Regions from separate parts of the Mus musculus genome. Here regions 2 and 3 are each linked to region 1. The links are chromatin contacts, called in public HiChIP or PLAC-seq and Micro-C maps. All regions are on one chromosome and are shown on one strand. The core of a region is the stretch at or near the end of the contact, and the rest is flanking DNA. Distances in the headings are between cores, read along the strand shown.

Region 1 (3,044 bases), core at 106-2,605:
ATTTGGAAGGGCTAGTAGTGGGTTCAACAATATAGAAGAATAAATGAACAGAGAAAAAGCCCTGTTTTGGGGCCAACTCTGACAACAAAAACCTCAGCGACCCCTCCCCCACCCCCATTCTCAAAGTCCTCCTGGAGGGAGGGGCTCCTCGCTGCAGAGATACTGGCTTAAGAATTGGGATGTGGGTCCTGGGCAGGTGTGATTCTCTGGAAGGTCGGTCTTCTGCCTCCACCTCCTCATAGTCACCCCAGCCAGGACAACAGCAGCCTTGGAGGGAGTGAAGGATGAGGCTGGGTCGGTCCTCAGGGAGGTGGCAGCTGTTCCTGTTCTGGGGCATTAAGGAAGGGGCAGGATCTTGGCAGGTTTGAGGGTCCTTTAGACATGGCAGAGTCCTTGTATCCAGCTGAATCCAAGGGTCTGGGTTCTACCTAGAGGTACCCACTGCATTTGAAAGTTTGCCTCACCGTCTTTGGAGGCTGTGGTCCCTGTCTGCTTTGACGAGGACTCTTTTGTGGGCCTTAGGGGTGCATTTTGGAAAGGTTCTGGAGAACCAAGAGACACCTTACAGAAAACCTAGTTACAGTACACTTTACAGAAAACGCGTGTTCAGATTTAGGTACCCCAGGGGTCAGTTCTTAGCTATGACCTTCGGGGATGACTATTTTGGTTAGGATGTTAAGTTACTTTGAAACGTCCTATAAGCTGTAAAGATTTGGGCATGCCTGGGCCTGAGGCCCAGTCTGGCCTGAGAGGCCGCAAATCCTTAAGGAGGAAGGCACATGGAGGCAGGTCTTTGACCTCCTGAAACTAGACACCTGGTCACTGGTCGGGCATCAAGGGGTGAGGAACAAAGCTGTCACTACCTAGCAGCCATCCTCTGGTTCCCCGAGAGGTAGGAGGAGCTCGGTGAGATAGTCCAGAGCTTCCATGATGAGCACAGCGCAAGAACAAAATGTCCAGGAAGAAGAGAGGCAGGCCAGGAAAGGGGTGGCGCCTCTCTCACCCAGGTTCCTGGGTCTCCAAATACTCCTTGTGGGTGGGGGCGTCTCACACACACCCACACGCCCAAGGCCACATTCACTGGCTCATCTCTGCATTCCTGTGAGCGGCAGGCCTCCATGAGCCACATAGCCGCCACCTGCTGCTGTAACCCCAGCACAGGGGAACCTGCATCACCCTTTTCCCTCCATCCACCCTCACCCAGGAGCCGGTTCCAAATCCTCGGGACCAGGCAGAGGCCACGTCTTCCCCGGCCCACTCCCCAGCAGCGACGTGGAGGTAGAGGGAGGAGCTTTTGCCGGCAACGCCAGCTTCCCCTGCCCCCTCTCCCTCTAGAGCTCCCCTCCTCTCCTCTTTCATTCCCCTCCTTATCCCTCCTCTTCTCTCCCCTTCCCTCCCCGCCCTTCCCCTCTGCCGCAGCCCAGCTCCTAGCGCGTCAGCGTGGGCTTCCCGGAGCGAGTCGCTAGGTAACAGGGCTAGCTCCGCAGACCCGGGCCAGGGAAGCCCGCGCGCGTCGTCAGCATCTGCGCCGAGGGGCGGGGAACGCACTGACACTCCCCTATCGGAGCCTGCAGACCCTTCAGCTGGTTCTCAGTCCCCTCCCTGGATGCCTTAAGGGTGGCTATTGCCACCGCGGAGTTGCCCCTCCCCTGCGGGGACCCCGACGTCGCCGCCCCCTTCTCCTCCCACGCTGGTCCGCACCACTCTCCGCACCGCCAGGTAGGCGACCCTCCGCTGCGGTTGCGGTGGCTGCTGGTAAGCTGCGATCTGGAGCTGAGGCGGGGACTACGCCACTAGCGGGGCGGCTCGGGCCACAGCGGCCGGCGGACCGGCCATGTGCTAAAGTTTCTGGGGCTCGGCTGCCCGGCGGGTGCGCGGCGCGGGGCGCAGAGCGCGGTGGGTGGGGCGCGCGGTGCTGCCCGCCCCCAGCCCCGCGGGGCGCAGCTCAGTGTGCTCTCTCACGCTTTCTTTCTCTCCTTTTCCGGGCGCAGCCACCCTCCGAGATCTTCCCGCCGAGCCCAGGCGTGGGGCATGAGGAGCCCCTGGGTGTCGCCTGCAGACAACCCAGCCTCGCGCACACCTCGCCAGTCGCTGACAGGGACATGAACAGCATGATTGGGTTCCGGTGTCCGGCGGCCAGCCTCAGCCGGAGGCGGCCAGTGGGTCTGCGCTGTTTGGGAGAATGAGGCAGGAACCCACGGCAACCTCTCTCTCCTCCTTCTCCTCGCCTTCCTCTGGCTCCCGCTCCCCGGACCCGGGCCGGGCTGTGGCTCTGCTGCGTGCCCTGCGCGCCCCCCACCTGCCTCCGGATGCTCTTCTCGGTAAGCCAGACCTTTCGCCTCGGGAACAAAGCCCCTTCACAGGATTCCGAGGCTGCCTCCGAGCCCCCTCTCCAATTACTACCCAGTGCCTGGAATCTGTCCCCAAACCCTACCTGGCTTCTGAACAGCCTAGGTGCCTTCAAGACCCGGTGTTTTCCTGGGCTCTCTGGGAAACAGCAGCGGGCTTAACACGCAGGCAGGCAAGAGACCTGTTTGGTCTAGATAAGCATCTATGTGTGCAACCTGGATTCGGACTTAGTCACCAGGGGGAACTGGATGTTTGGTGAGTGTTCAGTCATTGCTGGGTGGTGGATCTCCAAACTGCTCCAAGGAAGTAGGGTCCCCCCTCTCCGTGTATCAGACGAGGAAACTGAGGCCCAGAGATACTAAATGTGCTAATCAAGGTCACAAGGTGGGAACCAAGGTGCTCACCACCTCATCAAACTGATCCTTTGGTCACAAACACGCCTGCTTTATTTCCTTCACTAGCTGCTTCCGTCTCAAGAGCCGCTGCATGTGTGTGAAACTACTTCCAATGACGGCCGAGACGGAATAAATTACTAGTAGAATGTATATATCGTTCACTTCTCCTTTTAGCGATGGCAATCATCATTAGAAGCCTCATCTTAGTTCAGATTGAGGGAATGGAGGCGTCGTTACTACATTTTTCTTGTGGTTTCTTTCTGGGCTCTGTTTTCCAGGGTCCTTGGAGGATGCGGAACA
Region 2 (3,104 bases), core at 105-2,604, 260 kb before region 1:
ACCCTTAGCTTGTGACAATATTTGGGGGATCACTTGCTTTCTCTGAGCCTCAGCAGCCTCATCTAGGAAATGAGGCTGAGACTGGACCTCTGTGACCTCCTGGGGATGCTAGACTTATTGGCCATAGGAAAAGCTACCTCCCGGTCTCTCTACAGTGTTCTTCTCTATGGTGAGGGAGCACCGGAGGGCACAGACACCAGATGGCTAAAATTCAGCCCATCTTCTGGAGCCTTGTAGATAAAAGCATTCTCCTCAGCCAACCCCCGCCCCCACGCACCATGCCAGCCCCTCCTTCTTGCCTCCAGCCCCTTGTCTGTCTGAGGTCTAAGCACCAGCCACACCGCCTGTGCTGGAAGTCTTGCAAACTCATAGCGGAATTAGCTGGAGAAATTAATGGCTAAGCAAACAGATTTCTCTTGTCAGATGCAATTTATAAATATCAGTTACACAGGAAGTCAATTAAAACTTCCCCTGCAGACTGAAGCCCCCCCCCCCACGCCCCACTTCTTCCCACATCCCGAATGTCATTCTTTATAAGAAGCCATAGGCTTCCAGGACCAAAACTTTGCAAATTCCCCCTCCCTCCCATTAATTAGATATCATCTGGGTTTGGTAGAAATCTCATTAAATGTCAGGGTCTTGCTGTCGAGACATTTTCCCTAAGAAATAAATAAGACCTGGTTCTCACTTCCTTTGTTCCCTCACTTATTCATCCAACAAAGAGATACAATCGGCTCTTTTTTTGGTTGCTCTTGACGGTTCTCCACTGAGCCTGCTGCTGTTGTAGCTGTCTCCTCCATTTTTTTATCCCTGTTTTCTTCTTTTTCTTGACAGCATTTATCCTCATCCTAGCATATAAAACAGTAGCTTTTTATATTTTTTATTTATGTTGTGTTTTCCAGCTTCACACACACACACACACACACACACACACACACACACACACACACACCAGCACAGGAATCTGTAGCTGCTTTAGTCCCAGCCTATCGCTCCTGTTCCCGAAGGCCCTTGGAAAGTCCCTGGCAAATAGCTGACAAATCAATTGTTTTCAGTGTGAAGGACAAGCTAAGGACTTGCCAGAGAAGCCCTGAGAAGTCGATGTAAGATGGAGCAGGCAGAGATGCCTGCCCAGTGGGAGGAAAAAGCCAAGAGCCCTGTGTGCGAGGCTCGTCACTGAATATTCCCAATGGCTCTACAAATTAAAGTTGTTTATCTGTATATAGCAGAATGTCTGCCCAGAGAGGTCAAGCCATTTGCCTAAGGCCACGTAGCTGGTGAATTCCAACCCAGGGCTCACTTGAAGGTGGAGTCCTCTCAACTTGCAAAACAAAAAGGACAAGTGTTCTAGGAATCTAGGAAGATAGTCTGGAAGATGGGGCAAGATCTGCACATACAGGGCTGGGCTACAGGATCTTTCACTTACTGTGAAAGGAGTGAGCTGTTGGCAGAGAGAGGCACCTTCTGAGGCCTGGGACAGAGGAAGACCCAGAGTGGTCAAAAGTGGTGCAGGACAGAGCAGGGAGAGACGCCGGCTGAGACTCAGTCTGAGAGTGAAGACTTGCTTTCAATGACATGACATGGAAAGGCATGCTGTGCTCTAGGGAGGCCTTTAAAATAGGCAGGAACCGGCATTTCTGTTTTGTCTTCACTCAAATAAGGCTGATCTGAGATGTCCTGAAAGGAAGCAGACTTGCTTTAGTTCTGGGCCAAAGAGGATGTGTGTGTGTGTGTGTGTGTGTGTGTGTGTGTATACACATAGATAGATAGATAGATAGATAGATAGATAGATAGATAGATACATACATACATACATACATACATACATACATACATAGATACATAGATAATAGATAGATAGATAGATAGATAGATAGATAGATAGATAGATAGATAGCACATGCAGATTAAAACCCAGTCTCTGCCAACAAAACAAAATAACAAAGACCTCTGAATACAATGAGGCTCTGCAGAGCCAGGCATTTCCTGTCTATTGTGTATTTAAATACTTCCCAGGTGGAAGATTGGTTGGTTTTGTTTGTTTGTTTTGTTTTGTTGATACAAAGTCTCACTGGCAACTGGTCTTAGGCCAGGCTGGCCTGGAACTCAAGAAGATCCATCCTTGCCTCTGCCCGGCAGAATGCTGGGATTAAAGGTGTGAGCTACCATACCTGGTTTAGATCAGTGGCTTTTGTCAGAGACTTCAAGAGCTTAAGTGTCTACTCCGCAAACAGGTAAGATTCCCAAGTCCCTGCTACCTACCTTGATGCCCTTTTGTCTTTGAAAAAAAAGTTTGCTGGGAAGAATCGTTCAGCTTAGAACTTGGTGCCTTATCCTTTGAGGAAAGGTGGCGGCCATTTCCAGGAGTTTCACCCTGATCTGGTTAGCCAGAGCCCTCCTGTGGAGCAGAGCAAGTGGTGTCGCCTGCCTCTGCCTTGGATGGCGCAGTCCGAAAAAACTGAGGCAGAAGTACCACATAGGAGGCCAGACATGCGCTCACTCACCTGCCCTAGCCAGTCACATCGCCTTTGGCTTCAGTCACCCTATTCAAAGCAACGAGCACCGAGTTCAACCCTGTTTCATGTCCTATTTGATGGAAACATGTAACAGGGTTCCCTATTGATCTGGGTACCCACTCTTCTACAGCTCACTGGTGTGGCTACACACTATGGTTGGAAGAATTGTACCCAGAACTCCTTCATCTTCTGAAGGAAACAAAGGTTGTATTTATCTTTTCACTTAACACCCTGTCTTAGTCAGGGTTCCTATTCCTGCACAAACATCATGACCAAGAAGCAAGTTGGGGAGGAAAGGGTTTATTCAGCGTATACTTCCCACAATGCTGTTCATCACCAAAGGAAGTCAGGACTGGAACTCACACAGGGCAGGAACTTGGAGGCAGGAGCTGATGCAGGGGCCAAGGAGGGATGCTGCCTACTGGCTTGCTCAGCCTGCTTTCTTGTAGAAGCCCAGGGATGGCACCACCTACAATGGGCTGGGCTCTCCCACCATTGATCACCAATTGAGAAAATGCCTTACAGCTGGATCACATGGAGGCCTTTCCTCAAGGGAGGCTCCTTTCTTTGTGATAACTCCAGCTTGTG
Region 3 (3,398 bases), core at 278-2,777, 350 kb after region 1:
TCATACCTCTTAATACAAGTTGTCAAGGAATTTCCATAATTTAAGCTTTTCGAAAAAAGAGTAGACTCGACAAACCCAAGGCCTTAAGTAAAATAGTAGGCATTTTAGCCCACTGATGCAAATACAACTGCTTCTGGCGAACTGAATATACTCAAAGTTCAGGTGAAGTCAACTCACAGCCTCTAGGAGGAAACAGGTTCTTTAAAAAAAGGCTGACGCTGCGGCTTCGGCTCCCGAGCTTTTGCAACATTTGCGTTTACGACCTGTCGATCTATCACGTGAAGCAAAAGGGCAAATCTAAACAGCACTACTGGGGCCATTCACAACCTCACGCAAGCAGAGCAGGCAAACTGGCAAGAGGGGCCTTCGCCTAACTTTCTTTCAGTGAATGAAGACAACCAACCCAGCAAACGCAAATATACCAGCATCCAGACCAAAATAAATAACTGGGGATTTCTGTCACCTCCTCTTCATCTTTAATTTTTCTTAACGTCATCCACAGAAATAGGGTTTGTTTGCCTAGGAACACCGCAGACACTCGCAGCCCAAGAGGCAAGGGTGGCCACGTACTTTCCTGGGCCTGCCTCACAAGCGCCCCCCCCCCCCCCCAACCAATGACTCGATTGTTTCGCCCCGTGTGTGCCTCCATTACACCGTTTAAGCCGGAGCACGTGATCTAGGAGCGCAAACTTGCTACACTTTACACACTTCCCTGAGCCGGGCCACACTTGAATCTAAACAATTCCCAAAGGAGAACCGAACGTGCCCGATGCTGGATGACAGTCGCTCAGGTCTCGCCCTGGGGAGAGCCAGTTCCTACCCCTGCTGGCTGACAGCAGCTTACCCATTTGTCCAAGGGGACCTGGGCAAGGGACCCGGTGCCCTGGTACAGATCCAGGCTCAGCTGCTCCAGGCTCAGCTTCTCCTGCAGGAAGTGGCCCAGGTACCTCTGTAGGAGGTAGCGACAGGCCCTCTTCTTGATGGATTCTGAAAATGGCCAAGGCATGGTGAGGGCTGGCGGCTCGAGGGAGCCGGGGCTGCACGCGGCGGCGACTCGGGGGATCCGACCTGGGCTCCAGGCAGCGGCAGCGCCTCAGGGTCGGCCCGGCGGCGTCCCCAAGCCGCGGTGGGGATCTAGGTTCGCGGTGGCCGCTGCATGTCGGTTCGGCGCCGCCGTCCCTCAGGGCAACCCCATGGCCCGCGTCGCGACGCTCGCACTAGGCCCGGCGGGGACTGGGCGCTGAGCAGAACCGGGCGCCCCAAGCCGGGAGCTTCCGAAGCGCTCCGTCGGTAGGGAGACAGAGGGACAGACAGAGAGGGCTGGCGGCTGAGGCGAGACAAGACTCCGACGCGGCGCGACTAATTTGTTGTCATCTACTGGGCGCGCTCCCGCCTGAGACACGCTCCTGGCGCGTTCGCGAGACCCAGACTCCCGGCACGTACTCGAGCAACGGGCACAAGCGGAAGTGACGCCATATTGCGGGGCTGGAAAGGCAGGAAAAAAAGAGTCCGGGCCGGAGCATTTCCGGTGGTGAATGGGCGGGGCAACTGCGGGGGCGGGGGTGGTGCCGGCGCCGCGATCCTGGCCCCAGCAGTCTCCGGACGAGGAAGGATAAGAACATGGGCGCTCGCAGGTGAGTGGGCGGGCTGGCTGCGGCCCGTGGAGCCTCACCTTGCAGTCGCGGCCGGGTGGTGGGCGCCGGCGGACGCCCGGACTAGGGCTGACGGAGGTCTGGGGGCGGGTCCGGCCTGGGCTGTCCTGCGGGAAGTGATGCGGGGATGCAGGGCGAGGACTGGAGACCCGGCGTTTCTGTCCGGGTTCTGACCGATGCCTATTGTCATCAGGTTGCCCCCCCCCCCACCCCCTTGCCGGCTTTGTTTGCAAAGCATCTAGTAGTTTGCCGTTTGCAGAGCGCCACGCCGACGACCAGGAAACTTGGGATCGGGGCGATTGCGGGCAGTACGGTTTCCTCTGTTAAATCCTGGCGCTTCCCGACCCGCTGAGGGGCTGCTGCCTCCTGGAAGACTTTGTGCTCTCCGCAGGCTCTGCGCAGCCCGATTTTTATCTTTTAGGGAGACAGTCTGTGAAGAGGCGCAGCTGGCTCCTTAGGAGGGCAGCCCCTAAAGGCCCGGAAGTCTGCTGTCCTGGGTTAGATTCCTGACACTTGACACTGGGCCACCTTGAACCTATGCTACCCTCTCTGAGCCTACATTGCCACCTCAGCCAGGTGTGAGCAGATTAATATCATAAACTCGAAAATTGAGGCAAATGAAATGACGTGTGCCGGGAAGGAACCTAAACCGAGTCCTGGATTGAGGAGACCGAATTAAGGAATTCTGGCCCGTGAATGGGGCATCCTCAAAATGGGTTCTTTTGGTTTAGTTGGATTGGGTTTTGAGACAGTCTCTCACTGGGTAGGTAGTTGAGGTTGACTTTGAACTTATGTGGCCCAGACTGCCCTAGAAATTAGGGTCTCCCAAATGCTGAAATGTCAGGCTTGCACCACCACACACCATTCGGAGTCTTTATGTGCTTTGTAAGAAAGGGCCTCTTATTTTTAAAAGATGATATTTTAGTTGGAGACTTGGAGGTAGAAAGATACATGAACGTCTGAGTTATTTTTCAGATAAGAACACCACCTGCAAGGCTTACCACATGCGTAATGCTTGGTAAGTACCAGGAATTTGAGGAGGGAAGACAGGAAGGAGTGTAGCCATCGCAAGGAATGATGGAACTTTTGCTCTGGGTGAAATAAAAAGAAATGCTACATAATCTGGCCTAAGACTGCTAACTACAGTGTTGCTAATAGTGGAATGTTGGGCTTAGAAGACCAAAGGTGAAAACAGCCAGGGCAGTGCTGAAGGACAGAGCAGTAATCCAAATTCTGTGGTTTGGCCTGGAGGAAAGCCCTGAAGACTAGAACCGGTTGGGTCTAGGCATATTTTGACACTAATAAGACATGCTTACCCGGCATCAGGTACACAGTTTTATCCCAGCACTAGAGAAACAGATGCAGATGGCTCTCTCCTTAAGTTGAAGGCCAGCCTGGTCTACATGGGGAGACCCTGGCTCAAAGAGACTCTGAACCTTACAAGTAAATAATGACAGTACTCTCTGTACTATAAACAGAGCTGGGTGGGAAGTCCCAGCAGGACCTTGTGTATCAGGCTTTAGGAGGTTTGAACTGGACTTTAGGCTCTGTTTGGTGACTGCTTGATATGGTTTCCTGAACACAGTATAAAATAGCACAAGCTGTCCAGAGGATGCCTGCATCTCCAGATACCGAAGGAAGAAAGTGAGACTCCCACAAAGCAAGCGTACTGCACCAAAAGTGTTAAGGGTGTTGCCTTGAACACTTATACTTTCTAGGAGAAATTTAGCATAGTTAAGAGTTGAG

What was found. A called contact is a pair of places that touch in the nucleus more often than the background predicts. HiChIP or PLAC-seq counts read pairs in DNA pulled down with a chosen protein or histone mark.
Region 2: a contact with region 1 is called in an H3K27ac HiChIP or PLAC-seq map of embryonic stem cells, with 6 read pairs. The contact joins the enhancer-like site here to the promoter of Tunar in region 1. A contact is called at or near these places in 3 of 484 Hi-C or Micro-C datasets (cerebral cortex, embryonic stem cells and nephron progenitors), 8 of 115 datasets of contacts at active chromatin or transcription factors (embryonic forebrain, embryonic hindbrain, embryonic midbrain and 4 more) and 1 of 9 other capture datasets (pancreatic islet).
Region 3: a Micro-C map of embryonic stem cells shows a contact between it and region 1, with 4 times the contacts expected there. The contact joins the promoter of Gskip here to the promoter of Tunar in region 1. A contact is called at or near these places in 1 of 484 Hi-C or Micro-C datasets (embryonic stem cells), 1 of 115 datasets of contacts at active chromatin or transcription factors (embryonic stem cells) and 1 of 9 other capture datasets (pancreatic islet).

Annotation. Positions count from the first base shown.
Region 1 is chr12:105,335,239-105,338,282 of GRCm38.p6, forward strand. It overlaps Tunar (Tcl1 upstream neural differentiation associated RNA), which reads left to right and starts at 1,356. Exons shown (of 3, transcript NR_045047.1): 1 at 1,356-1,719; 2 at 1,992-2,321.
Region 2 is chr12:105,075,392-105,078,495 of GRCm38.p6, forward strand. The region is part of intron 2 of Gm31829 (a long non-coding RNA gene); the gene reads right to left. Among named protein-coding and RNA genes, the nearest start is that of Gm31829, 26 kb to the right of the region's middle. Within about 2 kb of position 1,355, at least 18 of the 459 cell types and tissues checked have an H3K27ac peak or open chromatin away from gene starts, as enhancers often do. A contact at or near this core is called in embryonic stem cells, where this site is marked.
Region 3 is chr12:105,683,825-105,687,222 of GRCm38.p6, forward strand. It overlaps Gskip (GSK3B interacting protein), which reads left to right and starts at 1,528. Exons shown (of 3, transcript NM_178613.3): 1 at 1,528-1,634. The coding sequence starts at 1,621. Atg2b (autophagy related 2B) reads right to left here and starts at 1,417. Exons shown (of 42, transcript NM_029654.4): 1 at 845-1,417. The coding sequence starts at 1,006.